Regions from separate parts of the Mus musculus genome. Here all the other regions are linked to region 1. Evidence: chromatin contacts called from public Hi-C and Micro-C data. All regions are on one chromosome and are shown on one strand. Each heading gives the region's core, a stretch centred on a gene start, on an enhancer-like site or on the middle of the called end of the contact. The rest is flanking DNA. Distances are from core to core; before and after follow the strand shown.

The links. A called contact is a pair of places that touch in the nucleus more often than the background predicts.
Region 2: a Hi-C map of the C2C12 cell line shows a contact between it and region 1, with 2.2 times the contacts expected there. The contact joins the promoter of Adra1b here to the enhancer-like site in region 1. A contact is called at or near these places in 4 of 484 Hi-C or Micro-C datasets (the C2C12 cell line, cerebral cortex and embryonic fibroblasts), 4 of 115 datasets of contacts at active chromatin or transcription factors (VIP interneurons, kidney, neural progenitor cells and 1 more) and 1 of 9 other capture datasets (liver).
Region 3: a Hi-C map of the C2C12 cell line shows a contact between it and region 1, with 2.2 times the contacts expected there. The contact joins two enhancer-like sites. A contact is called at or near these places in 5 of 484 Hi-C or Micro-C datasets (the C2C12 cell line, adipose-derived mesenchymal stem cells, embryonic fibroblasts and 2 more) and 1 of 115 datasets of contacts at active chromatin or transcription factors (double positive thymocytes).
Region 4: a contact with region 1 is called in a Micro-C map of embryonic fibroblasts, with 2.1 times the contacts expected there. The contact joins two enhancer-like sites. A contact is called at or near these places in 3 of 484 Hi-C or Micro-C datasets (the AML12 cell line and embryonic fibroblasts).

Annotation. Positions count from the first base shown.
Region 1 is chr11:44,064,673-44,067,666 of GRCm38.p6, forward strand. All of the region lies in intron 5 of Gm12153 (a long non-coding RNA gene), which reads left to right. Among named protein-coding and RNA genes, the nearest start is that of Gm12153, 110 kb to the left of the region's middle. Within about 2 kb of position 1,654, at least 13 of the 459 cell types and tissues checked have an H3K27ac peak or open chromatin away from gene starts, as enhancers often do. A contact at or near this core is called in the C2C12 cell line and embryonic fibroblasts, where this site is marked.
Region 2 is chr11:43,835,070-43,838,061 of GRCm38.p6, forward strand. It overlaps Adra1b (adrenergic receptor, alpha 1b), which reads right to left and starts at 1,420. Exons shown (of 2, transcript NM_007416.4): 1 at 71-1,420. The coding sequence starts at 1,019.
Region 3 is chr11:43,925,777-43,928,910 of GRCm38.p6, forward strand. No RefSeq gene overlaps it. Among named protein-coding and RNA genes, the nearest start is that of Gm12153, 32 kb to the right of the region's middle. Within about 2 kb of position 1,530, at least 57 of the 459 cell types and tissues checked have an H3K27ac peak or open chromatin away from gene starts, as enhancers often do. A contact at or near this core is called in the C2C12 cell line and embryonic fibroblasts, where this site is marked.
Region 4 is chr11:44,214,988-44,217,917 of GRCm38.p6, forward strand. No RefSeq gene overlaps it. Among named protein-coding and RNA genes, the nearest start is that of Il12b, 180 kb to the right of the region's middle. Within about 2 kb of position 1,579, at least 19 of the 459 cell types and tissues checked have an H3K27ac peak or open chromatin away from gene starts, as enhancers often do. A contact at or near this core is called in embryonic fibroblasts, where this site is marked.

The sequences.
Region 1 (2,994 bases), core at 404-2,903:
TTCATTGTCAGCCCAGAGGACAATGCCATCCACAGCCAGAGAGTGTCTTTATTCCTCACTTTTACTTCTAGAAAAACAAAATCACAGACATGCCCCGAGGTGTGTCTCCTAAGTGATTCCAAATCCAGTCAAGATTGTAAAGAAGATTAATCCTAATATCAGAATCTGACATCATCTTATAAATTATTTATTCGTTTTTAAAAAATCTAATGTTAATTTAATGCCTTGGAGTTCACAAAGTGTTCTCCTATCCATTATCCTTTTCAATTTGTTTTACTGTTCAGGGCTGAGGTGAGGTGGGTGTCATTAACCCTGTCTGATGGGAAGATCTTCAGTAATAAGTCAGTTTTGAGTTTCAGATTGGAGCTGCAACTCTAACCAAGTCTCTCTATTCTCTCCATAACACCATAGCAGTCCCTAGAACATCCAGCATGGGGCCAGACCCCATAGTTATCTGCAAATACATAAGGAAGAAGATCAAACTTCTGTACTAGAGTTGTAAGTGTAAAGACAAAGCTACTAGAAGTTTTGTTCACCTAATTCTGGTTATGCTTCCCAAAATGTTGGTAGTAGATTAATTGTGAGTAGGGTAATTGTCACAGTTAACTTCAGTTGTCAACTTTACAAAAGCCCAGAGTCATCTGGGAAGAGGGAACCTTAGTTGAGGAATTATATCCATCAGAGTGACATGTTGTAATGTCTGTGGGATCATTTTTGGATTGCTAATTGGTGTCAGCCCAGTCCACTGTGGGTGACACCATCCCTAGGCAGGTAGGCATAGGCCGTACAAGCAAGTTAGCTAAATGATGAGTCTGGGAGCAAGCCAACAAGCAGTATTCCTCCATAGGTTTTTGCTTCAAGCTTCTGCCTTGAGCTCCTACCCTGGTTTCCTTTGAAAATGGACCTGTAAGCTAAAATAAACATTTTCCTCCTCCAGTTGCTTTTGGTCAGTGATTTATTACAGTCACAGAGAATAAACTAGGACAGAGATGGAAGTAAGGAAGAGAAAACTAGAAGCTATTTGAAATATGTTTCAGAAATTCTGACTTAAACATATTGAATGTCTTTCCTGTGAGTATTTGTGTACATCTGAAGGGCTTATTTGAAGGACATCCTGTGTAAGTGTTAGAGTGCACTTCCCTTCTCTAACTTAGAACTTTACCGATATTAGAACGGTTTAAGACCAGATCATCTTGTTGGCGTAAAGTTCCATGGCACCCACTGTAGGCACTACTCTGATTCTTGCCTTTGGTATCTTCCTTTTGTGATACCCAGGGCTGTTCTTACAGCAGACACTCTCTGGGCTCTTTGATGACTCATTAGTAAGTCAGTTATAATTCTAAGAATCTTAACTTAAGGGGATGATAATCCAATAGATTCTTGAAGGTTCTTCGTAATCCTCCCCAAACAAAACAAAACAAAACAAAACAAAACAGAACTTCACTTTAGTTTACTTGATGACGCTATGAAAATTCATTAGGTTAAGTAAGTTATTAAGCAATTAGGATTTGATAAGAGTAAGGGACCTGGCCAGTTTGACTTCAGCCCAGAGGATTGCTGGAAATGCCACTCAGTGGCCACACAGACATCCCTGTCTGCATTTTTCTACTGAGGTCACCGCTTCCTGAGAGGCAGACTCTGATTTCCTTGGCTTGGGTCAGATGTCTCTGCTCCAGAAGCAGTTAGTACAGAGACAGGACAGAGGGTGCCATGGAGACAACCCCTGTGATCTGGGCAGCTATCCCAATTGGTGTCTCCTGCCTCTGGCCTGAACTAAAGTCACATCTTTGGGGAGAAAGGAGAGAGGTTAGTTTGAAGATGGTACATACCATGGAAATCACCCTCCAATAACTGTTAGGTTTCCTGCAGGGTTTGACGATGGTGATGTTCTTTCTGTGATCACCAAAAGTTGAATTTTGAACACTTATATTGGTGCTCGACCTGGACAATTATGTTTTCAATTAGAGATTTTTCTGAGACAGACACACAAGCAGTTGCCTGTGGGCTAGTGGGGTATTGAGTGGACTCCTCTGTGGTTTCCTACTTCTCTCTAGCTCGGCCCTATTTTTGCTAAAGGCACAGTGTATTATGTATATGATACAACTCTACTGTGTGCAGAGATGGATTAAGGTGACAGATGAAGAAAATACCAAAGCTTTCCTTGTAAGTTACTCACGAATGAATGACATCATCAGGATGGCATCACGGAAGGAAAGGGGCATTCGGGAGCTATGTTTTTATGCATTGATTCAAAGACAATCTAAACGTTTATGTTTTAGAACATGAGTCAAAAGACTGAGATATTTTTCTTCTGAGTTTTGAAATTTCAGATTCAGAAACAAATGAGGCAGTTAAAAAAAAATGAGCCCCAAAGGACACCACCACCTACTACTACACGGCACTGTGGGCCTTTATTTGAATATATTCTGCTTTTATTGCTTTGTTCTCGTTCCTTACTGTGAGTTACAAAATAGTGTGGGAAAATGGTTAACGCAGAATAAAAGTTAAAATTAAAGCAACTTTTTCCACTATGGTGCTGTCTCCTTCCCACCCACTGTCCCAGGAGGCCTGCTCAGCTGGGCTTTAGTAGCACAAAGGCTACCCAGTTCTGGACCTGTATTCATCTTTCTATCTAAATGGATTGATCCCCTAGCTTCTGGACAGCACCATATGGTGACATCACGAACCGGAACTGGTATGTGATGGAAATACCTCCCCTAAGAGTGTTGAAAATCTGGGGAACTTATGAAGGATTCACTTTAGCTCAAAGAAGTTTATGTCTGGAAAAGATAATATTTTGGATCTAAATAATCTTCAAGGATGATAGCCACTTTTGACAGACTATAACATTAGACATGTCTCATGACAGCTTCCTTGATTCTCTCTGCTCACCTCAGGGATGACACCTAAATCTCTTCACTTCGTCTAGAAGACACCTCCACTCCAAAGAATAACTGGATCCTACTTCTTATCATTACCCAAGACTGGTTGCAT
Region 2 (2,992 bases), core at 170-2,669, 230 kb before region 1:
AAAACTTTGGTGTGAGATCATCAGGAAAACCAATGTAGGTCTACCTCCCCTCTGCCAGCCCCCAACTTACCAAGTGGGAGAGCGATGAAGAAGGGGAGCCAACATAAGATGAACATTCCGACTACAATGCCCAAGGTTTTGGCTGCTTTCTTTTCCCTGGAGAACTTAAAAAGTTTGACAGCTATGGAACTCCTGGGGTTGTGGCCCTTGGCCTTGGTACTGCTGAGGGTGTCCTCATGAAAGTTCTTAGAGTGGATTCTCAGGGTCAGCTCTTTGGAGTTGGACATTTCCTTCATGACTCCCGCCTCCAGATTCTTGGTGGTCCTCTTGGCCACGATGTAGACTCGGCAGTACATGACCAGGATGACCGCCAGTGGGATGTAGAAGGAGCCCAGGGAGGAAAAGAGGGCGTAGAAGGGTTCTTCTGTGACCCCACATTCTTTGTCGTCATTGGGCGCAGGTTCTTTCCATCCAAGGAGAGGCCCGATGGAGATGACCGTGGACAAGACCCACACACTGAGGAGCGCCAAGATGGCCTTCCTGCGGGTGACCAGCGTGGGGTACTGCAGAGAGTATCGCACCCCAATGTAGCGGTCAATGGAGATGGCACATAGGCTCAGGATGGAGGCCGTGCAACACAGGACATCAACCGCTGCCCAGATGTCACAGAAGATGCGCCCCAGCACCCAGTAGCCGAGCACTTCCAGGGTAGCGGAGAAGGGCAGGACTGTGAAGCTCAACAGCAGGTCAGCAATGGCCAGGTTGACAATGAAGTAGTTGGTGGGCGTCCGCAGGTGCCGGTTGCAGGCCACCGACAGGATGACCAAGATGTTGCCCACGATGGCAAAGAGGATGAAGGCGCCCAGCACCAGGCCCACAGAGATGGCCCTGGTGACGTCCAGCTGGGGCAGTGTGGAGTTGCTCGAGGTCTGGTTGGGGCCAGTGAAGTTGGCATCTTTCAACTCTCCCCAGTGGGCAGGTGCTGATGTGTTGTGGCCGGTGTCCAGATCGGGATTCATTTTAAAGTCCGCCCTCCATAGCCAGGGAGGAGATTGGGCTCGGAAGGGCTGCGACCAAAGCTCCTCAGCTGCCCTGAAACTTTGCTCCCTCCGTGGTCTTCTTTCCAGAGGCGTCCTCCTGGCGAGAAGTCATCTCCCCCGGGCAGCCTAGCCCGGCAGCACGTCGCCTGCCTGCACCCAGCGGCTCGCTCGCCTGTCAGAGGGAGGAGGAGGAGAGAGGGGACGAGGCGGCAGCTCCAAGTTTAATGGTCCACGTCAGGCGCGCCTGGCCGGGCTGGCGCGGGAGCGCGGGGAGGAGCGGGCGCCGGGCCGGGGGTGCCCGGCTGTGCCCGGCCCGCGGCGGGTCTACGGACCGCGGTGCCTTCTCCGCCCAGCGATCGCGAGGAGGGTCTGCTTTCAATGAGCCGCCTCTGGGCTGACTGCACGGCGGTGACATCAGGCGGGGAAGCCCGGGCGCCCTGACTCTGTGCGGCACTAGGGGGCAATGCGGGTCCAGCCAAGGAGCGCAGCCCCGACGCCAGCGCCAGCCTAGTCGGCTTGGAGACCTGCCGCGCCCGGCACCGCTCCCTCTGCGGGGATGGGGCGGGGAGCAGAGCAGGGGATCCGGGTGTGGGCATCCCGGTTCATACACCCCAGGGGGCCCGCTGGGATTATTTTTTCCCCCTGTTCACGCTTCAGTTAAAAGGTAGGGTGGGGATGCTTACCTCTAATGGGGGCTCCTGGAGTCAAGCCATGGGTTCAGAGAGATGTGCAACTTCTACACAACTGGCTTCTACAAAAGGAAGAAAATCCCTGCGTTAGGCAGGTGACAGAGACTTGAGTCACATCTGAGACCAGGCGTATACTTTAGTTCCCCCTTGCAACCTCTTTGGCCTTGATAAAACCTAGAAACTTCTGTTGCTCATTCATTCGTTCAGTTATTCCCTGCACACATTCCTTCAGTGGATTGTTAATGTCCACCTCCAGGCAGTGGCTCCATTCTAGGCACTGTTCTCCAACAGTTAGAAGGGTACCCAGATTCCTGACCGGCAAGTGGAAGCTTATCAAACAAGCAAAATCTGAAGCGAGACATCTAATGACAGGAGTTTAGGAGAAGATTAATTGAGGACAGAGAAATGCAACCAGGGTATGGAAGAATATGAATTGGATTTTTTTTTTTAATGACAGAGTATGATGTAGCTCAGGTTGCCCTCCAGCTCACTGTATAACACAAGAATACCTTTGAACTCTTGATTTTCCTATGGCCACCTCCTGAGTGCTGGAATTACAAGCATGTACCGCCGTGGTTGGTTTATTTGATACTGGGGATGGAATTCAGGGCTTCGTGCATTCTAGGCAAGCACATACTCTACCAAGTGAGCAGCATCTCTAGGCTGAACTTGACATTTTAAGAAGGGGCTTGGGGTTGTCACTAAAGAGATAGTTGAGGGAGGGAGGGAAGGAGGGAGGAGGGAGGGAGGGAAGGAGGGAAGGAGGGAAGGAGGGAAGGAGGGAGGAAGGGAGGGAAGGGTGAGAGGGAGCTAGTTGTATCTCTGGGAGTAGAGAGTGAGGACTGATTGCCAAATCCTGGGGAAGGGACTTGGGGGGGGGGGTCTTGCCTGTTGGCTCTTTTCTTGTATTGCCTTGTATACATGTAGGCTATTAGGCTACAAACCCTATTTCCAGAGGTGGGTAATTACAAAAAGGAAGAAGAAAAAAGTCAAACCAGGGAAGAATTTTCTTGTTTGTTTGTTTGTTTGTTTGTTTTTAGAAAGAAGGTCTTCAAAAAAAAAAAAAAAAAAAAAAAAAAGAAAGAAGGTCTTCAGGTTGGTTTTGAACTCAAGATTCTCTGTCTCCCAATACTTAGATGCTAGACCATGTGCTACGTTCATGCTGCCTTTTCTCCCGACTTGATGAGAGAACTAGTCTCATTTTGATTTCTGTTTTGAGGATGGGACCCGTGTGATAAGGGAGTTGAGCCGTTTTTTTCAAGT
Region 3 (3,134 bases), core at 280-2,779, 140 kb before region 1:
CACTAGCACTGAGAGAATTTCTCACTGATGTAATCAGAGGTGGCGGAAAGAGGAGGGAGTGGGAACAGTGTGCTCACCAAATGACTCCTGTCCTCTGGCCCTGAGCTCATCCGGGTGGCTATTGTCTCAGGGTCTGCTGGCTGAAAAGAAAACCATTTTTCAAATCACCTTCTCTGTATTTTTATTCTTATCTTACTCATTTTTAGCTGTTGAATATCACTTTTTGCCCCTAGCTATTTTTTCTTAAACTAAATATTAGAAAAAAAGGAAACAGAATGTCCTTTCTTTCTTTCTTTCTTTCTTTCTTTCTTTCTTTCTTTCTTTCTTTCTTTCTTTCTTTCTTTCTTTTTATTTTGTCAGTGCTAGGCTCCCTCCATTAGGAGCACAAAAGGAACCAGAGATTAGCTGCAATCAGCGGAGTCCCACAATGCCACAGTAATGACTTGGGGTATCTTTTAATAGCATTAACGAATGCTGGCGGGCCAGCATGGCAGTTGCTCACAGGCATCTCTCTTTCATCCCTGGCTCCTTGGGGAATGCAGGGCAGTGGCAGGAGATGGCAGGTAGGAGGGGAATGAGTAGGTCTAAGCCTCAGGACAACCACTAGCTTGAAGATGGGGCTGCGAGTCTGACTCATAGCCAGCCTGGGGCCAGAGCCATGAAAGTTGATGCAACATTTGTTTGTGCAAAATGCTTCCCTGATGTGCGATTATGCCCCCCATTCCTGTAACTCGGTTTCCATTTTTCTATGGGAGCAGTGTATATGCATGCTGGCAGGTGCAATAGCCTGAAAACCTCTTGCTAGAAGTGGAGTCATTCACACCACCGAGCCCAGTGGCTGAATCACTGCACAGGCTGGGAGCCTGATTTTTACCTCAATAATCACATCTATAGTGATTCTGTGCTAGGGGCAAGACGAACCAGCAGAGAACATGCTCAACCTCCATTTTCACAGTAATTCTTCCCAGGGCTGGGGATGTAGCTATGGTGAGTGGAGTGCTTGGCTAATATGCACAAAGTCCTAGGTTCAATCCCCAGTGCGGAATATACCAGGCAAGGTGGTACCTTCCAGTATATGTCAGAACTTGGAGGTAGAGGCAGGGGGAGTGGAAGTTCAAGGTTATCTTTGGCTGCGTAGTGAGTTTGAGGCCAGCATGGGCTGCATGAAACTGTATATAAGAGAAAAAAGAAAACCTTCCCACTATAGACTCTATACTGATTATGCCCAGAAGATAGATTGGAGAAGCGGAGTCTTTCAAAGCTAAGCAACTTATAGACAGTGAAGCTGAGATCAGAATCCAGGCTTTTAAACCCTGTGAAATGTGAAAGAAAGACATTGGATGTAGCTGTTCAGAGTGCGGAAAGGAGAGAAATATTGTGTGCGGCAGGAGCCAGTGAGGCTGGAGACTGGCTCCTAAAGCCACTGCCATTAAATGACTCAGCTCTCAGCAAGCTTCAGAGTGTGCTGTGTCAGGGGGTGTCCCTCTGCTGTGGGATTAGAGGGGCAGCTGGTCCAGGAATGCACCATGTATCACTGTCATCTGCCCTGGGTTCAGCTCTGACACTGGAGGCTTGTGGATAGCACGGTGTGTAACACTGGGCAAGTGATGCAATCTCTTTGGACCGTAGCTTTTTTTTTTTTTTTTTTTTTTTGGTAATCTGTGAAACCAAGACAAAAATACATCCATCATTTAGGAACATTTCGGGAAATATAAGTATGATAGGATTTAGACAACACCCGACACCCACAAGGCTTATCATTAGGCCCACAGCTGTGTATCCTGAACCCACTTGCAGGGCCCACCTCTCCCTGTGAGCTTCTCTCTACCAGCCTGCTCTGGGTTATGTAACCACTTGGCTTTTGTGGCCTTCGGAGAGCCTGGCCACACAGAGGGTGTTCTGTGACCCAGTAGCACTCTCCTTTGGGCACACTCCAGTCCTCCTGAGCCAGACTGCATTTAACGATGTCCCCAAGAGGTATGGGGGCACAGTCAGGTTTAGAGTCAGGTTAGAACTTTGGAAGGCCACCTGAAGAATAGATATGACCTAGGTTTCCTCCTCTTTATTGGGGATTCAGTCCAATGCTTAGTTCAAATCACAAGAGTACAAGAAATAATCTGTGGGCCTCTGTGTGACACTATTTCTGTCACATTTCCTTTGCTCTTGTTGCATGTCACATCTGAGGCATGCCCAGCTCCAACATTTGGTCCATTCTGTGGTTGTGAAGACTGAGGCAGAGCTGGGAGTGAGTTTAAGTGTACAGGTACTGGATGCCAGGCAGAGTCAAGTTCCAATTCTGGGCTTGCCTCTCGGTCCACCTTGCTTCACAGCCAGACAGTAAAAAGCTGTAGATTCTTTTTCTTCTTGGGTACCTGGTAATGGTTTGCCCCTGTGTCCCACGACTTCATTCCCTAAAAGTGGTGTGGATACAGGTTTTTGTTCAGCTCATGTGAGCATGGTGCCACACATTAGGCTTCTGTTCCCTTATCATTTCCATTCCCTGCTCCTCCTGAGACCTACACTGCTAGCATCTTAGTTGTATTACAGATGGCAAAATTTTTGCTTCAAGTGAGGAAGGTGCTTAAAGGTAGGGGAGCAGGGCAGGGGGAAGGTATAGAGAACTTTTGGGATAGCACTTGAAATGTATATAAAGAAAATATCTAATAAAAAATAATCAAAAAAGAAAGAAAGGAAGGAAGGAAGGAAGGAAGGAAGGAAGGAAGGAAGGAAGGAAGGAAGGAAAGGAAGAAAGAAAGAAAGAAAGAAAGGAAGAAAGAAAGAAAGAAAGAAAGAAAGAAAGAAAGAAAGAAAGAAAAGGAAGTGGGACTGGAATGGGAGGCACCCATCTCTCCTTCCTGGCAGCACCGATTGTTCTACCCACAGTGCTCTCTGAGTTTGCACAGCAAACTTCTTGACATCTTCCATCTCCATTCCTAGAAGTTCCTTCCCTTGCAAGCCATAGCCCTTTACACTCATTTGGACCTACTCTTCTTTTGGTAAGATACTGCCGCAGCTCCTGAGCAGGTAGCCCCTGTGTGTGCAGGAGCAGTTTGTAAGTTGTCCCAGAACAATGATTCCCAGGGAGTAAGTGCCCAGTAAGTGAGCATAAAATGAACACAGCTCACTGTATAGCT
Region 4 (2,930 bases), core at 329-2,828, 150 kb after region 1:
ATTTCATGATCTGCAAAGTAGACAGAGAAGCCACTGTGAGCCTTGAAAGAATGATTACAAGCAAAGTGCTGCTTAGGACAGCACCTGTCACAGCCAAAGTCAGTCTTCAAGAAATGGTTTCTGTTAATATCACTCATCTCTTCCATCTTAGTTACGGCCATCAATCACCTCAATCTACACATGCACACACACACACACACACACACACACACACACACACACAAACACACACATATGCTTGGTTTAGTTTTAGTGTTTGTTTGCTCTCACATGCTCCCCTTCCCAGCTGGGGAAGGACCTGTTCGTGTTCACACTTCACCTTTAAAGAAGCCATCCTTCGAAGGGCTCTTGCCTGACTCTCCAAAAGAATAGCGCATGTCTTCTTTTTCCTTTTTAGCCTCATCACAGTTGCCTGAGGTTGTATTCATTCTCATTGCAGTCTTCCCTCTTACCTAAGGTTTTGCTCTGCAGCTTCAGTAGTTCACAGGTAACCACTGTCTAAAACTGTTAATTAGACAGTTCCTGAATGTGCATGCTACCCGAACATGATAAAATCTTTTTGCCACTCTGTGTAACTGTACCATATAAGCTACTGATTCTCAGTGTAGATTATCATCAGCTCAAGAGTTGATCTGCCCTAGTGCTTGTGTTCAAGAAGCCCTTACATTACATAGTAATGACCCTGAGACACAAGACTAATGCTACTCGCATCCCAGCATGCCAAGGAGAAGCCTTAAAGGTAGGCACAATAAAATATTTTGTGAGAGAGCATATGAGAATAATTATAATCATTGTTGGTTGATCACTTTTTGTGCCTAACTTACACATTAAACTTTATCAGAAGTGTGTACATTGTGACAGCATGGTTTTATTGTCAACTTGATTGGCTATAGAACCACCTAGGAGGTACACCTCTCCGAGTATCTGTGGGAATTCTGTGGTATCATTCTATGGACTGGGATGCCAGTGAGAACAAAAAAGGAAAAAAGAGAAAGCTAAGTGGTTGCTATCATTCATCTCTCTCTACTTCCTGACTGAGGATCCGATGTGACTAGTGACCTTATGCCCCAACCGCTGTGCTTACCCATGATGCTCTGCATCACCATAATAAACCCATTGTGTGTTAAATTGCTTTTGTCAGGGTTTTGTTCTAGAAATAAGAAAAGTAACTAATACAGGTGTTTAGGGAAAAGTATATTATGTGTAGACTTTAGCACTATTTTCAGACATCATATCCTGAAATGCATCCCCATGAACACAGAAGGCTGGCTGTACCTACTGACAGCAAGCTTGCAATATAAAGTGCTCTATTCTTGCGTGCCTGCACCTAGCCCAAAGCCTGGCATGATGGATGCTCAATAAAGATTTCTTGAATTGCATTTTCCAAACTCAATAAATGAAAACTTCAGAATCTAAATCCAGGTCAGGTTATAGCCAGAGGCCCCACATGGAAAGGGAAATGGCTCATCATGGAACTGTTTTTTTCTCTCAAGGGAGCCTTGGTCACTTTCAAATGCTGGGCCTCTGACTCAGCACTCCATCCCAGATACACATTCCCACTGGCCTCCTAGCACATATGACTAGTGCTGGGCTTTGATTGTCATGCTCACATATTTGGTGATTCGTGTTGGTGTCTGACACACAGGGGAAATAGGAGCCTTCCAGCATTCCTTTGTCTGGAAAGCAACGGGAGCACCTCACATAACTCTCATTACCTGTGTTGTTTGGGGAGTAATGGTCTTATTGAACACCTTACGCCATCGCTTCCTGAATCAAATGTTTTCAAAGTTGATGCCTATGGGATGTGGAGAATTCAGATCAAGTTAGGGAAGAGTACAGGGTGATCAAGTTCCTGGTGTAAAAAGATACGTATCTCTGGGCATCCTGCCTACCTGAGGGTTCAAGTCAATAGACATTTTATCATAAAAGTATTTACTCAGAATGTGTTTTAAAAAGTTAAATCGTTTTGTCTCCCTGCACCTGGTCCTGGAGATGATGACTCTGAGACTAATTATTTATTGATAGATGTCTAGGCCACAAGCGTTGGCTCAGTCCCTGACTAGCTCATAACATATTTAACCACTTAAACTATTCTATGACTTCCACATGGTTAGTTACCTCGCCTTCAGGCCAGGCCCACTTCTTGCTTTTGGTGTCCTCAGCATCTCCTCCAGTGTCTTCCCAACGTCTCTCTCTGCATCTCCTTTTATTCTCTCACTACTTCCCAGAATCCTCTCTCTTCCGGCCAGTGATCCACTTCCTATTTCCTGCCTTAGCTCATTGGCAATAGGGTTTTTATTTTATTGGCATGTGTTGCTTTTAAGAGATTCTCTCTACAAGAATGTCTGTGTAGTCAGGATAGCCGACGTTTTGCTAGTGGCCATCACAAGCAGCTTTTTACACAGATTATTGGCCTTAATTCAACTAGTAAACCTATGAATAGGAAATATCTTCATCTGCCTTAGAGATGAAGAAACTAGGGAGGCACTGGAAGTAAGGACTTCCCTAAGGTTTTATAACTCGTGAATTGTGTTCCAAAGCTTTGTTTCTCTCAGTGATACAGCCATTTGGCTCCACCTCAGACATCCTGAGCCTAAATCGGTGATGGTACAACATACTCAGTAGACTGAAGAGCCCATTCAAATTTCAGAGCCCGAGCTTATCTGATGGATTGCTGTTGGAGAACCCTGTTATTAAGGCATCAGGCCACCATGACAGGATGGCTTTCTGAGTTTGGTGTAAAATTGGGGACTCCATTTCTCAATGGGGCTTCCCTGTCTCTGTGTGCCCTTGTCTGGAGAGTGTCCCTGAACACAGGTGACTGGCCTTTTCAGGCATTGCCTGATAAGTGATCTTGTTCAGAGCTCTCTACAAGGCCGTATAACTCAGCACACACATTCCACTCTGGAATCCTGCCCACATGATAATTA